Linked DNA regions of Canis lupus: region 1 is linked to region 2. Evidence: chromatin contacts called from public Hi-C data. All regions are on one chromosome and are shown on one strand. Each heading gives the region's core, a stretch centred on a gene start, on an enhancer-like site or on the middle of the called end of the contact. The rest is flanking DNA. Distances are from core to core; before and after follow the strand shown. Region 1 has its middle 80 kb from the start of GPCPD1. Region 2 overlaps FERMT1 (fermitin family homolog 1).

The links. A called contact is a pair of places that touch in the nucleus more often than the background predicts.
Region 1: a contact with region 2 is called in a Hi-C map of skin fibroblasts, with 5 times the contacts expected there. The contact joins two enhancer-like sites. A contact is called at or near these places in 4 of 9 Hi-C or Micro-C datasets (amygdala, blood and skin fibroblasts).

Annotation. Positions count from the first base shown.
Region 1 is chr24:16,674,817-16,681,468 of UU_Cfam_GSD_1.0, reverse strand. No RefSeq gene overlaps it. Among named protein-coding and RNA genes, the nearest start is that of GPCPD1, 80 kb to the right of the region's middle. Within about 2 kb of position 4,253, at least 2 of the 20 cell types and tissues checked have an H3K27ac peak or open chromatin away from gene starts, as enhancers often do.
Region 2 is chr24:16,230,235-16,237,009 of UU_Cfam_GSD_1.0, reverse strand. FERMT1 (fermitin family homolog 1) reads right to left here. Exons shown (of 15, transcript XM_038571651.1): 14 at 6,447-6,588; 15 at 2,725-5,040. The coding sequence ends at 4,867. All of the region lies in intron 1 of LOC111092063 (a long non-coding RNA gene), which reads left to right. Among named protein-coding and RNA genes, the nearest start is that of LRRN4, 17 kb to the left of the region's middle. Within about 2 kb of position 4,544, at least 3 of the 20 cell types and tissues checked have an H3K27ac peak or open chromatin away from gene starts, as enhancers often do.

The DNA.
Region 1 (6,652 bases), core at 3,004-5,503, 440 kb before region 2:
AGAAGGAGGCACTAGGATAGAAGATCTTGGTGACTCAGCTCCAAGAGGAAAGAATGGCTTTCTGAGGGTCGGGCTATGGGGACCGGTCAGGGGAGGAGGTTTCCTGAAATAAAAACCTCTTAGAAGTTATTCTATTTAGGGGAATAAATAAGTTTGATTTTTAAAAAACAGAAAAGAGGGCACCTGGGTGGCTCAGTCGGTAGCCTTCGGCTCAGGTCATGATGCCGGGGTCCTGAGATCGAGCCCCACGTCGGGCTCCCCACTCAGCGGGAGTCTGCCTCTCCCTCTCCCTCTGTGATCTTTCTCGCTCTCTCTCAAAATAAACAAATAAAATCTGAAAAGATAAATAAATAAAAATAAAATAAGCCCCAGAAAATAATAGAAAGGGGGCCTTTCTTTGGCCATGAGCCAGCACTGACCAGAGTCGCTGTCCCCTGGAGGAGTCGCAGGCCTCTGCTGGCAAAGCGCTGGCTCCCTTCCTGGGCAATCCTACCATCATCGAGGCCCTCCATAAACACAGCCCCTCCTACCCGCCAGAGTCTGTCCTCCTCAGGCTGGTCCCACTGCTGGCTACCAAGGACACAGAAACAGATGGGCTCCCTCAGTCAAACCTCTGCCCCTATTCCCCAACTTAAGTTGCTGAGACCCTGGTTTCCTGTGCTCCCTGTTGCTGCCACACTGCTCCCCAGGTCCAGAGCCCCAGGCTATAGCACCTCACCTTTCCCTGAGTTCCCAAAACCTGGCCACTCACCTGGGGACTCTGTTCCTCTCTGTTTCTGCTCATGGCATCTGCACACCTGGACTGTTAACCTGTGGCAATGCTACTCTCTTTGAACCTCAAGATATTTTTTTTCAGGGCACCTGGATGGCTCGGTGTTGAGCGTCTGCCTTCGGCTCAGGCCATGATCCCGGGGTCCTGGGATGGAGTCCCACACTGGGCTCCCTGCAGAGAGCCTGCTTCTCCCTCTGCCTATGTCTCTGCCTCCCTCTCTGTTTCTCTCAGGAATAAATAAATCTTTAAAAAATAAATAAAAGATATTTCTTTCTAGTGCAAACCTGAGATGTATAATTGACTTCACTGTGGACAGATGAGGTGGGGAGAGAGAACTAGGAGCTAGAAGTGGGGAAGAACAGCGCTGATAGGTCTCTCTGAGACTGGGACCTGGGCTGGGACAAGCAAGGGGCAATTCTCAGAATCAAGTCGGACTGAGGGGAGTAGTCTGAGGTCATGAGGGGGGATCCTTTTGCAGCCCCTACCCTCACACCACAAGGGGAGCTTAGATTGGCCAGGAGGGCACAGAAGGGAGTAAAAGGCTAGTTGCCCAGCAATCAAACTAGAAATCCATAATGTAAAGATAATGAGAAAATCTCCAAAATACTTGAGAACTAATCCACACGTTCCAAGTAATCTAGGAATCAAAATGGAAATCTCGGGAAATTTCAAAAATAGAATAAAATGAATAAAAATATCTTGCCGTCTGTTCTCCTATATTTAGAACAACCTTGAACAACTTCGTGGGCAAAGTGACCCACTTTGTGAAACCCATTTTTTGTGTGTGCAGAGGTATGGGTGTCTAGAATACATATACGTAGATGTGTGTGTAATAGCACTATGTAATCCTTCTCAGAAAGAGTAGGACTCGCCAAGTCAGCAACAGCTCCAGAATGCATCAGAAATGTGTTCCCCTAAGTATCACGAGATGGCAGCACATGCACACAGCATTTGGAGCTCTTTCACCCACTCATTAGGTCGCGATTAAACAGACCTGCAACAACGCCTCTGCCCTCTGGAAAACCCCACACTTAAAGGTTTACAACGAAGCATGCTTTCATGCTAATGTATTGCAAATGCATGAAGAATTTCTTTAGGCAGATACATAGATTCAAAGGATGACCATAGATCATGTCATTAGACTTCTTTACCTCTTGGTAAAGAGTATGTGTCTTGCACCTGAAGTCAGAAATTAACCATATATGATAAAAGAATTTCTTAATCACAACTTAACTGCTTTGGTTCATGGCTTGAGACTAGCTGTGCTGGACACTTTCCCTGCATCCCATTTGTTGAGAATTTAGCCAGATGCTGGACCTATTGGTGATGCCTTACATGGATTATGCTTTAAAATTTACTGCAGCCGTTTGGGGGGGCGATTATTAATAGCTTAGTTTTACAGACGGGAAAAGTAAGGACTGGAGCCATTAGGAACTTTGGTAACAGCCCAGAGCTAACGAAGCCCTTGAGGTGCCCTCTGAGCCAACCAACCTGACTCCCAATGGCCCCAGTACACGAGGAGTCCTCTAGGTGACGCTCATGTCTAGGCTTTTACTGATTCATGATTCCCTGAAGTCTAGAAGGAATGATTTAACTGAAGGGGTCTTTCTTCTTTCATCAAGAATATTTTGCTATTAATATGATCATTGACATGTTCGATCTAATACTGATTGAGAATAGCCCTTAGTTTGGAAGAGTGAAAATAGTAACTAGCAACTTATTGTCAAAAAAAAAAAAAAAAAAAAGCTTCAGCGGGTTAAGCCCCTGACTCTTGATCTCAGTCTGGGTCTTGGTCTCAGGGTTGTGAGTTCAAGCCCCATGATGGGCCCAGTGTTGGGCCCCACACTGGGCATGAAACCTATTTTAAAAAAAAGTTTCATAACATTACATGGACACCTGATGGGTGTTTTTTTTTTTTCCACTTCAGTAATTGTAGGACTAAAATGACATTGACACCCAAAGTGTCATTGGTTGGCAAAAGATTGCTAGAAGTGCAGATCTCAGGTAAGCACATACAGCTCGTTTTGCATGGCCCACATCCAGACACAGGGCTACTTTGGTGTTGGGCAGGGGCAGGAGAGGTGGCTGGGTGTGAATGGTTACATCCTTCTTTTAAACTTTGGAAAGTTGGCCTTTTTCAATTCCTATTTATGACCATGATTGGATGAGATCAAAATACTCGACAACACGTTGTACTTAAGTAACTGGATGGTGAATGGATGAAAAGACAGGTAGGCAGGCAGGTAGGAGGGAGACAGGTGAAGTCTGTTTGATGCACTTTTACCTCACCTGCACAGAGAACATCCATGGGGAATCCTGCCTCCCCATGGCCACTCCAAGCCTGGCAGTTCATACTCACCCACCTGACTCAGGCACTCAGGCACCAAGCACATTTGGGGGAAGGAAACAAAATTCAGTTCAGGATAAAGAAATAGGAAATCAGAAGTCCGTGTCTTATTATTATTATTATTGAAAATGCCAAACCCATGTAATGCATAGCATTGTGTGTGTATAGTTAACGGTATTATGTTATGTACTTGAATGTTGCTAAGAGATTAGATCTTAAATGTTCTCACACAAAAAAGAAATATAGGGTAGCCTGGGTGGCTCAGGGGTTTGGCGCCTGCCTTTGGCCCAGGGCGTGATCCTGGAGACCCGGGATTGAGTTCTGCGTCCGGCTCCCTGCATGGAGCCTGCTTCTCCTTCTGCCTGGGTCTCTGTCTTTCTCTGTGTGTGTGTCTCATGAATAAATGAATAAAAATCTCTCTTTTTTTTTAAATCTCTTTTTAAAAAAAGAAATATAATTATGTGACATGATGGAAGTAATAGCTAACACTATGCTGGTAATCATTTGGGGATATTTAAGTGTATCACATCAACACATTGTACACCTAAAACTCACACATGTCATATGTCACAATTAACAAAAAAAAAAGAAAATGCCAAATCCTATCAGAACGTATTTGGCATATGGGTTTCCACTAGAAATAATGTCTCTGATTTCTGATATAGCACACTCTTGGTATATGTGGCTTATATAAGCTATATAAAGCCTTCATATTAACCCTGTAGGTTGGGCATTAACTCTTTCTCCAATCAGGAGAATGTGGTATCGTGTAACTTTCCTAAGTGATCTATCTGGGAAAAAAATGAATTTATTTAAGTGGAAGTCTTTTGCACCTTGCTAAGGAGAGTGAAATATCATCTAAGAGAATCAGGGATTAAATGCATGAAGAACTGTTAGATATCGGGCCTAGCCCTGCAGACCCACTGAGGCTGGCTAGTGGCTGAATGTGGTGGAAGCTGGGTAGAAGTGCTGCTTGCCCTTCTCCAGCATGTTCAGTTGTGTGGGTCAAGATGCAGACTTGGAAGTGAGGTGGATGTAATCAGAGGGGTGTGATGAAGCAGGACAGGGTGGGGCCTGGGGGCACAGGTGAGGAAGGGAGTTCAACAACTGACTGTCTAAAGCTGGACAAGGCAGGAGGCATGCTGTAGTTAAGGATGAATCAATGCACTGGTGGTCTTGTTGGGAGGAGGACACACAAGGAGGTGGAACAGTGATAGGAGTGAGGGATGCATGTTCTGTTCTGAAGGGGTGTCAACAGTGGGCAGAACAGGTCTAGGGTATGACCGTGGGAATGAATGGCTGAGCAGACAAGATCATTGGTGGAGAACTGAAAGCCCTTATGTTGGAAATATTATTTAAAGATGTTGATATTTCCAAGGCTCATGACTGGAGAGTGTTCTAGAAAGTGACAGTGAGCCAGGAAGGGAAGTCTTCAAGGAAGAGAGGCATCTACCCAGGCTTTGTGGTAAAAACGAGGGAGGATGTCCCAGGACAGTGAGTGTTGAGGAAGATACTCATCCACCTTCAGGCCCATAGATACACGAAAAGTCTAGAAAAGACCCAAAGCTTGAGAGGGCAGCAGGGAAAATGAGGTTTCACTCAGATCTGCACAGTCTAATATAGCAGATGCCAGCCACACATGGCTACAGAGCACTTTGAAATGAGCAACTGAATATTTAATTGAATTCCAATTAAGTTAAAATTGAAGCACTATAAATATTTTTTCTGTTAAACACAGCTTTAATGTTCTGGCAGGACTAAATTTCACTTTAACCATCAAAAAACCAAATTTAAATATACCCTAAGTGTAAAATACACATCAGATTTCAGACAGTATGAAAAAAAGATATAAAATATCTCATTAATATTTCTATACTTTTTTCTTGTTGAAATATATTGGACTACATAAAATATATTTTTGCATTTTAGATCTATTGTGTTTGATGAAATACATTTTTAAAAAATATTTTATTTATTTATTATGAGAGACAGAGAGAGAGAGGCAGAGACACAGGCAGAGAGAGAAGCAGGCTCCATGCAGGGAGCCTGATGTGGGACTCGATCCTGGGACTCTGGGATCACGACTGAGCCACAGGCAGACACTCAACCACTGAGCCACCCGGGCATCCTAATAAAATATATTATTAAATTAATTTTATCTGCTTTTTTATTATTGCAGTATAATTGACATATAATGTTATATTAGTTTTACCTGCTTTTTTTCTACTTATTTTAATGTGACTACTAGAAAATTTAGAATTACACCTGTGGCTCACATTATATTTCATTGGGCAGTGCTGGATTAAAGAATGATGATGAAGGGACAGCTAGAAAAGAGGTAGAAGACACAGGGCACTTAGCTGACACCTGCCCAAGTGTTCCAGAAGGCATGGTGGAATGAATAAATAAATAAATAAATAACCAACAGCATGTACTGAAAAACAAAAACAAAATTCAAAAAGAAGGAAGGTTTCAGGGGTTGGCTGGGCTGCCGGAAAATGTCAGTAAGGCCAATGGATAGTCACATGAGGACGAGTGTCACAGGGCTGAGAGATGTCTAGGGAGCCCTGAGATACTTGCGGTTCCAAGAAAAAGCAGACACCAAGGTCAGAAAGAGATAGGTCCTGATTTTCTCAAGGTAGATACTGATGGTGAGGCCGTGACTTTAAAGGCAAGGGAGTGATCCAGTTCTAGTCAGGGACTCCCATTCACTCTGTCAAAGGAGGTAGGGAAAACAGAAATACTTTGAGGGAAGCATCCAACAGGATTTGCTGATGGATTGGACATGGGGCATGGAAGTGTAAGAGGTGTCAAGGTGTCACTCTAAGATTTGGCCTGAGCAACTGAAAGAATGGAGTTGCCTTTAAAAAAAAAAAAAATTATTCATGAGAGACACCAGAGAGAGGCAGAGACATAGGCAGAGGGAGCGGCAGGCTCCCCATGGGGAGCCTGATGCAGGACTCAATGCCAGGACCCCAGGATCATGACTGGAGCTGAAGGCAGATGCTCGACTGCTGAGCTACCGAGGTGCCCCTGGAATTGCCTTCTATCAAAAAGGGGAGACCACAAGTAGGATGTTGAGGGGTGGTAGTGGACATCATGACTTCATATGGGGGTATGTGAGATTTGAGGACCCTGTCGGACCTCCAAATAGAAATCTTGAAGGAGCAATTGGCTACAGGGATCTGCAGTTCACAGGAGAGATGAAGCTAGAGATATAAATCTGAGGGTCTTTGCAACTAGGTTGTAGTTAAAAAGCTCTTTGTTGTGAATTCTAAGATCAAAGAATTCTAGATCATCCAGTTATCTCCTTATAGCTTGCTGAGTAATCATGATATAAATAACTTCCAATTTATTTTGTAGGGTGACTTTTTTTTTTTTTTTTTTTTTTTTTTTACAAATGTACCTTCCATTGACATTTGGCCCAATCTAGTATTACCCCGAACCCAAAGCAGCTGATAGAAAGTACAAGGTCCAGAAGCCAGGTTGGTATTTCTACATTTTATAACATAAAGAATCTATAGCTTCTCATC
Region 2 (6,775 bases), core at 3,295-5,794:
ACACTCTAGCTTGGTGACCTTGACAAGTTGCTTGACCTCTCTGTGCACAATAGATCTGCTGTGTGTTAGAGCTGGCTCATCCCTGTCAGAGGGCAGGGTGTTTGGATATCTTCCCAATTGTGTTCACTGATGCCATGCTGGCTATGGTGGGAGTTTTTAGACCAGTGAAACTGGCAAATCCAGTCTCCGCCTGCTAACCCTTATACCCTTATACCCACAGAGTATGAAACATTTGCCAGCAACCACATTTCCTAATTTGTACGGTGAGGCTGACAACACCTCTCTCCCAGAGGCTGAATTGAAAGGACTTATGGGAAGCACAAGTGATAGCCCTAATACAGGTTGGCATTCTAAGCTCTATTATTTTTGAGGATATTCTTTGGTCAGGGGCAGAAGCAAGATTTGACTTGATCTGGGACACCTGAGTGGCTCAGCAGTTGAACGTCCGTCTGCCTTTGGCTCAGGGCATAATCCTGCAGTTCCAGGATTGGGCCCTGCATAGGCTCCCTGCATGGGGCCTGCTTCTCCCTCTCTGTGTGTGTGTCTCTCATGAATGAATAAATCAAATCTTAATAAAAAAAATTTAACTTGCTCTAACATTGGTTGGCACTACCATTTAACCTCCTGGTATCTGTTTTGCCCCTGGGGCTTATTTGACTGTCATGACAGCCTGTCAACCTGCTCTGAAATTTGAGTTATAGAACTATGTGTTCGGACTTAGAAAATGGGCCAGTATTGACAGAGTGATGCCAGAGTTTTGGAAGAAAGGCATGGCATGATGCACAGGAGTGGGGGATGTACCTCAACCTGACTGTGGGGGAAAATGGATCACAACCAAAGAATGCTGGAGTGCAATGGGCTCTAGGAAATCATGCAATCCAAACCCTTGTTTTACATACAGGAGACCTACAACTCTCAGATGGAGGCTTGGGTTTTCCTCTGTTATTGTTCCAGTTTCCTCCCCCATCCCTTTTTTTAAAAGATTTTATTTATTTGAGAGAGAGAGCATGAGCACGAGTAGGGGGTGCAGACGGAGAGGGAGAAGCAGACTCCATGATGAGCAGGGAGCCTGATGCAGGGCTCGATCCCAGGACCTGAGCTGAAGGCAGATGCTTAACCAACTGAGCCACCCAGGCACACCTGCAGTTTCCTTTTTGACCAGGCTGATGCAATCACTGTCTTGAAGAGGTATCTGCATCCCCCTGTTCACTGCAGCGTTATTCACAATAGCCAAGATATGGAAACAACCTATTGCTGGGTACATGGATAGAGATAAAATATATGGGCAGCCCCGATGGTGCAGCGGTTTAGCGCCACCTGCAGCCCGGGGTGTGATCCTGGAGACCTGGGATCGAGTCCCACATCGGGTTCCCTGCATGGAGCCTGCTTCTCCCTCTGCCTGTGTCTCTGCCTCTCTCTCTCTCTGTCTCAATAAATAAAATCTTAAAAAAGGATAAAAATATATATGTGTATGTATATAGTGGAATATTATTCAGCCATAAAGACGGAAATCCTGCCATTTGCAACAACATGGATGGACCTTGAGGGCATTATGCTAAGTGAAATAAGTCAGGCAGAAAAAGACAAATACTGTATATTCTCACTTATATGTGGAATCTAAAAGAAACAAACTGGGGCACCTGGGTGGCTCAGTGGTTGAGGGTCTGTCTTTGGCTCAGGGTGTGATCCTGGGGTTCTGGGCTCGAGTCCCACATTGGCCTCCCCATGGGGAACCTGCTTCTCCCTCTGCCTATGTTGCTGCCTCTCTCTCTGTGTCTCTCATGAATAAATAAAATCTTAAAAAAAGAAAAGAAACAAACTCCTAGAAATAGATTGATGGTTGCCAGATGTTGCGGATGGAGGATGAAGGAAATAGGTGAAAGTGGGGGGAAAAAAGAGAAAGAAAATGTTTTAAAAGAGGAGGCATGATATTCCACATCAGAAGTTTTAAGCTGCCTTTGGGCAGAATAATCATGGCCCCATACTTTGCATTCAGCCAGCACTTAAATAGCTCCTTTTTTTTTCTCAGTAAATATCTCATGAATTAATTTCCATGAATATAGAATGACTTAATTGATATCATATTAAGATACAAAAACAAAAGCCAGCATACGAGATGGTATAAAGGCTGGAAAGACAAAGTCCGAAATGCCAAAAATGTGTGTCTTTGGATAGTGTTAGTAAGACAAAGCTGGCTTTGAATTCTGGTTTTGCTTACTGGTGGTGTGACCTAGAGCGAGTGCTTCACCAGCTATCTGATTCTGTTTCCTCCTTTGTGAAATGAAGAAGGCAAACCATTCCTGTCCTCCAACGGGTTGATGTGAGACTTGTATGAAGGCACATCTATAAACTGCACATCACTGCCTGTTATGGACTATCTACCACTAAATCAAAGAACTGTCCTGGACATTCATCCATCAGATCAGAGGCCCTCTGATGCTCCTCCACCTATGGATATTTCTTTGTTCTCTGGTGCTTTTTCCAAAAGGTACTGGGAAAAAAGAGCTCATGTCAGGAATCTAGGGATACCTTCAATGGGAAAGGAATTAAAGTGAATGGTTAAGTGAGGTTTCTAGGTCAACCTCACTGGAAAGAATGAGCTCAAATCTCGGAATTGTGAGGAAAAGTATGGATTAAGCCTGAAAGTTGCATTCCTTTTTCATGGGGGAGAAAATATTCACCTTTTTTCAGAGACAGCAGAGTGGAGAGGACACCACCAGACCATACTGAAATCTATATAAAGCATTTAATTAAAAAAGTCCTATAAAATAATAATAAATGCAGATTTCCCCATCTAGTGTAGTTAAGAAAGCATAGGAGGCTGAAAGGCACACATTAATTTAAAATTTCATCATATGAAGTCACATGACCTTTTGCACCCAATATAAAAAAGTCCTCAAGTTGCTCTTTGGAATAGCAGCGTTTAAGGTTTTTCTTGACACACTTGTTTATTCCTTTGGGATGTGGCAGTGTAGTCACGGGAGAAATGTTCCCCGGAAAGTTTGGTTTAAAACTCCTTTGAATGTTTTCATGGCAACGTCAGACAACCATGAAAAGCTAAGAGGGTCACACTGGAGGTCTAACTTTGGTAAATGATGCAGAGCTGTACTTGGTAGGAGATAGGTAAAATGTGACATCAAGGAGCATTATTTTGTTGTAGGGTCTGACATACTTGTAAAGACCTGACTTAGGTTGTAAAAATCATGGAGCCCAAGACTACACAGAAATGACCAACACCAAGTTGAACAGTATGCTCAGCACTAGTTTCCATACAAAACATTTCAAACTAAGTTCTTTATGATGTGGACCAGATTTTCCAAGGGCCTGAGTTGCCTTCAAGCTTTAAACGAGGCCTTGGAAGCTCACCTTGGTGCCTGGGGGGTTTTCACGAACATTTACCTCAAAGGAGAGTCTGAAAGAGGAATAACAGCTTCCAGCTCAGGGCCTGGGGTTCCCTAGACAAGGCTGTCTTAATGTGGCTCCTGGAGCTGTGAAGATCTCTCTTCTCAAATGTCTTTGTTGGAAAATATAGCAACAGATGATGAATGGGGGCATCTGAGCTCTGGCCAGGCCCCCAGAGCTTTTGTATCCTAAAGGATTTCAAAATGGAGATGGAGCCTCTGCTTTACCCTGGCAACCCAAGTCCTTTCTGTGACAGCAGAACGTTTATAAAAACATAATTAAATGCCATCTGATATTTCCCTCTACCCCCCATATCGCTTCTTTCCTTCTCAAATCCCACTCCTCCCAAAGCTGAAAAACTAAAGCAGAAAATGACAGGTGAGATGGCTCATGCTCATGTCTTGAGGTAGAGATGACAGAGCAAAAAAAAAAAAGCAGAGAAAACAGAAGTCTATCACTGGCTCCTGATTTGCAAAATGTAGACAGAAGTCAGTAGGGGAAACTGTTAGCCCTTGCACTTGGTGGTCTTTGAGAATGAGCTTGTTCTTCTCTTCCTGACCAGCTGGTATAGAGACCCCATGGTAAGCCTGGAGATGTGGGGAGGATGGTTTTTATAAACAGAGAGAACCGGACCCATCTTCTGGAGCCCCAGCTTAGAAGACAAGCAGCTGAGACATGCAGCTGGGTGAGGAATGGATTTCCCTGTACCTCTGTCACCTGTGTCATCAAGAAAGACTTTAAAGGTGGGTGACGGATCCCCAGGAATGGACTAGGACTTACAGTGGCAGAAGTGACCCAAGGGGACAAATGTCCAAGACCAGATGGGTCAGTAGTCACTTCTGCAGAAGTCACTGTGAGCTGATGACATTGAAAGCCACTGCTCTGACCCTTTGTCACCAGGTAGTACCAGTAACTCCATCTTCCCCCTCCCTACCCCCAGGGAAAAAGTATATGTGTATGTGGAGACTCCCTCTGCATGTTCACAAGATAGGAGCTAAAAGTGGTTCTGTTAGGAAAGACAAATTACTTTTTATACCTGAGTTGTAGAATAAGATATATCCTTGGTTACATGTGCTTTTCTGTCTTTTGCTGATTTAGCAACGAAGCAGAAAAACACACTGGTAACTTCTAGCCATATCCTTGTGGGTTCTGAAGTCATAGAACTGTAGCCACATGCTGGGCCATGGTGTAATCTTTGAGTACTAGCCTGTCTCCTACCCACGTGTTTTACAGAAAAGGCAACTGAGGCCCCTTCCATCACTGGTAGGACAGGGTAAAGAGAGGAAGAGGATATGCTAGGCAGTCTGTTTTGAAATGAGATGAGGATCTTCATCTGAGTGACCAGTGGTGAGCATATGTTGTCCATCAGTCTGCAGCCTACACACTGTGTGAGCCAACGATGCCATCTGTCCAGGGAGGACCACATTTGGCTCACCCTCTGCGTGTGGGCAGGTCTGCTTTGCTTCATTCCTGTCCACCAGTTAGCTTGTGGAACAGGTCCTCGTCGAGTGTCTCATTCTGGTCCTTAGACCGAGTGGACAAGAAAATGTAGCCACCAATGTATTCGTGCACGATTTTGCAATCGGCACTCAGGCAGGTGAACGCAATGGAGACATTCTGGTCAAATTCAATTGCCACCTGCAAGAGGAAGGCACAGGTAAACTCACACTCTGGTAAGGAAAATGGGGAAAAAACTGCCCTGTTACGGCCCCAGAGCTGAGGACTGCATAGGTGGCTTACAGATGATCTCCCTCCGCTGCCACCCGCCCAACAAAATCCACAAGAAACCCAACCCAATCACCATTTCCATTAAATGCTTACAGAAAACAAGTCTTTGCTCCCTGCGCCCTCTTGTGGTGTTACCTTTGCTGCACACCTAGCAAAACATTCTAACTCCCAATACAGAGATACTTTTGGCTGCTCTTGTTTAGATGTAGGAACTTCCTAAGCATTTCCTCTCTCAAGGGGCAGGGTGCTTCACAGACTTTTTCATGGAGAATAAAAGGTTTAGTCATAAACTCTAAACACTAGAAGAAACAGATTTCAGGGGTTCTCAACCTTGGTTGCCCATTGGAATCACCTGTGGTCCTTTAAAAATTGCTGCCAAGGCTCCCACCTCCCGAGATTGGGATTTTACTAGTCTAGTGTGTGGCCAGTGCAGTGGTGTGTGACAGCTCCCCAAGTGGTCCTAATACGCAACAAGGTTTTAAGGCCACTGCCATAGAGGTCACCTGATCTCAAGCTTCTATTCTATAGATGAGTGCCCACATGGTTAACAGCCCTGCCGAGAGGAATCCATGGTTCTTTAAAAAAAGGGAAGTCTCTTACCATCCCTCTAGGGTAGATGGCTTTCTACTGGAAAAATGAGAAAAAAAAGGAGGCAAGGTTCTATACCAGCAACATTGGAATGTTTTAAATCAGCTGGATGCTAAGGTGCCCCTGACTTGATCTAGAATTTCCCATGCTATAGCCTTGGCTTGAACTTAGCTCCTAGGGTTCAACTGATAGGAGGCAGAGGTTTTGGGGGTTCCTTAACTAAGGAGGCAAGGCTTTTCTCAGTCATCCCTGCTCATATCACTTGCTTCTCTTACCAGTTTTTCCCTTTGGGGACTGGAATGTTCTCCAGGTGGGCAGTTGAGCTGTTGAGTCCTCAACTAGTTAGACCTCTTGACAGCCAGTCAGATGAAGCTTTTTTTGATTCATTTTAGATGACAGTCCCATCTCACGTAATTTCTGCTAAGTAATTACTAGCCTATGTCTTACATAATCCCATGGTGAGTTGAAGGAAACTAATCAAACTGCTCAGCAATTTTAGAGTATGTAGAGTCTATATGGAGACTAAGCCAACTTGTGGTGTTAATTCAAAACCATTTGGCCTATACCTGTTAGTAAATTGTCCAGAACTGCATGTGATTATTTTAGCAGACAATTACCACATGCTTGTGGTTTCTGAGTTCTAAATACACGAACAGAGTAATCTACAATTCTGATGGAACACACATTTATAGCCTCAACACTGAAGATGCCAAAAACTTTCACTGTACCTGCCGGATTTCCCAGTTTACGTTCCACTGTTTCATATTTGTGAATCTCCAAGTTGTAATTGGAATCCCAGTGGTTGCATCAATTCTAATCAACCTATTATATGAAACTCCCAGAATATCATCTTTCTTACTTCCTTTAAATCTACAAAAAAAAAAAAAAATGAATTAAAAGAAGCAACTGCTTCCTATAATATGAGTTTCATTCATACACTATTTTTCATTCATACACTACATTTCATTCATACACTATTTTTTTTAAAGATTTATTTATTTATTTATTCATTCATTCATTCATTCATTCATTCATTCATTCATGAGAGATAGAAAGA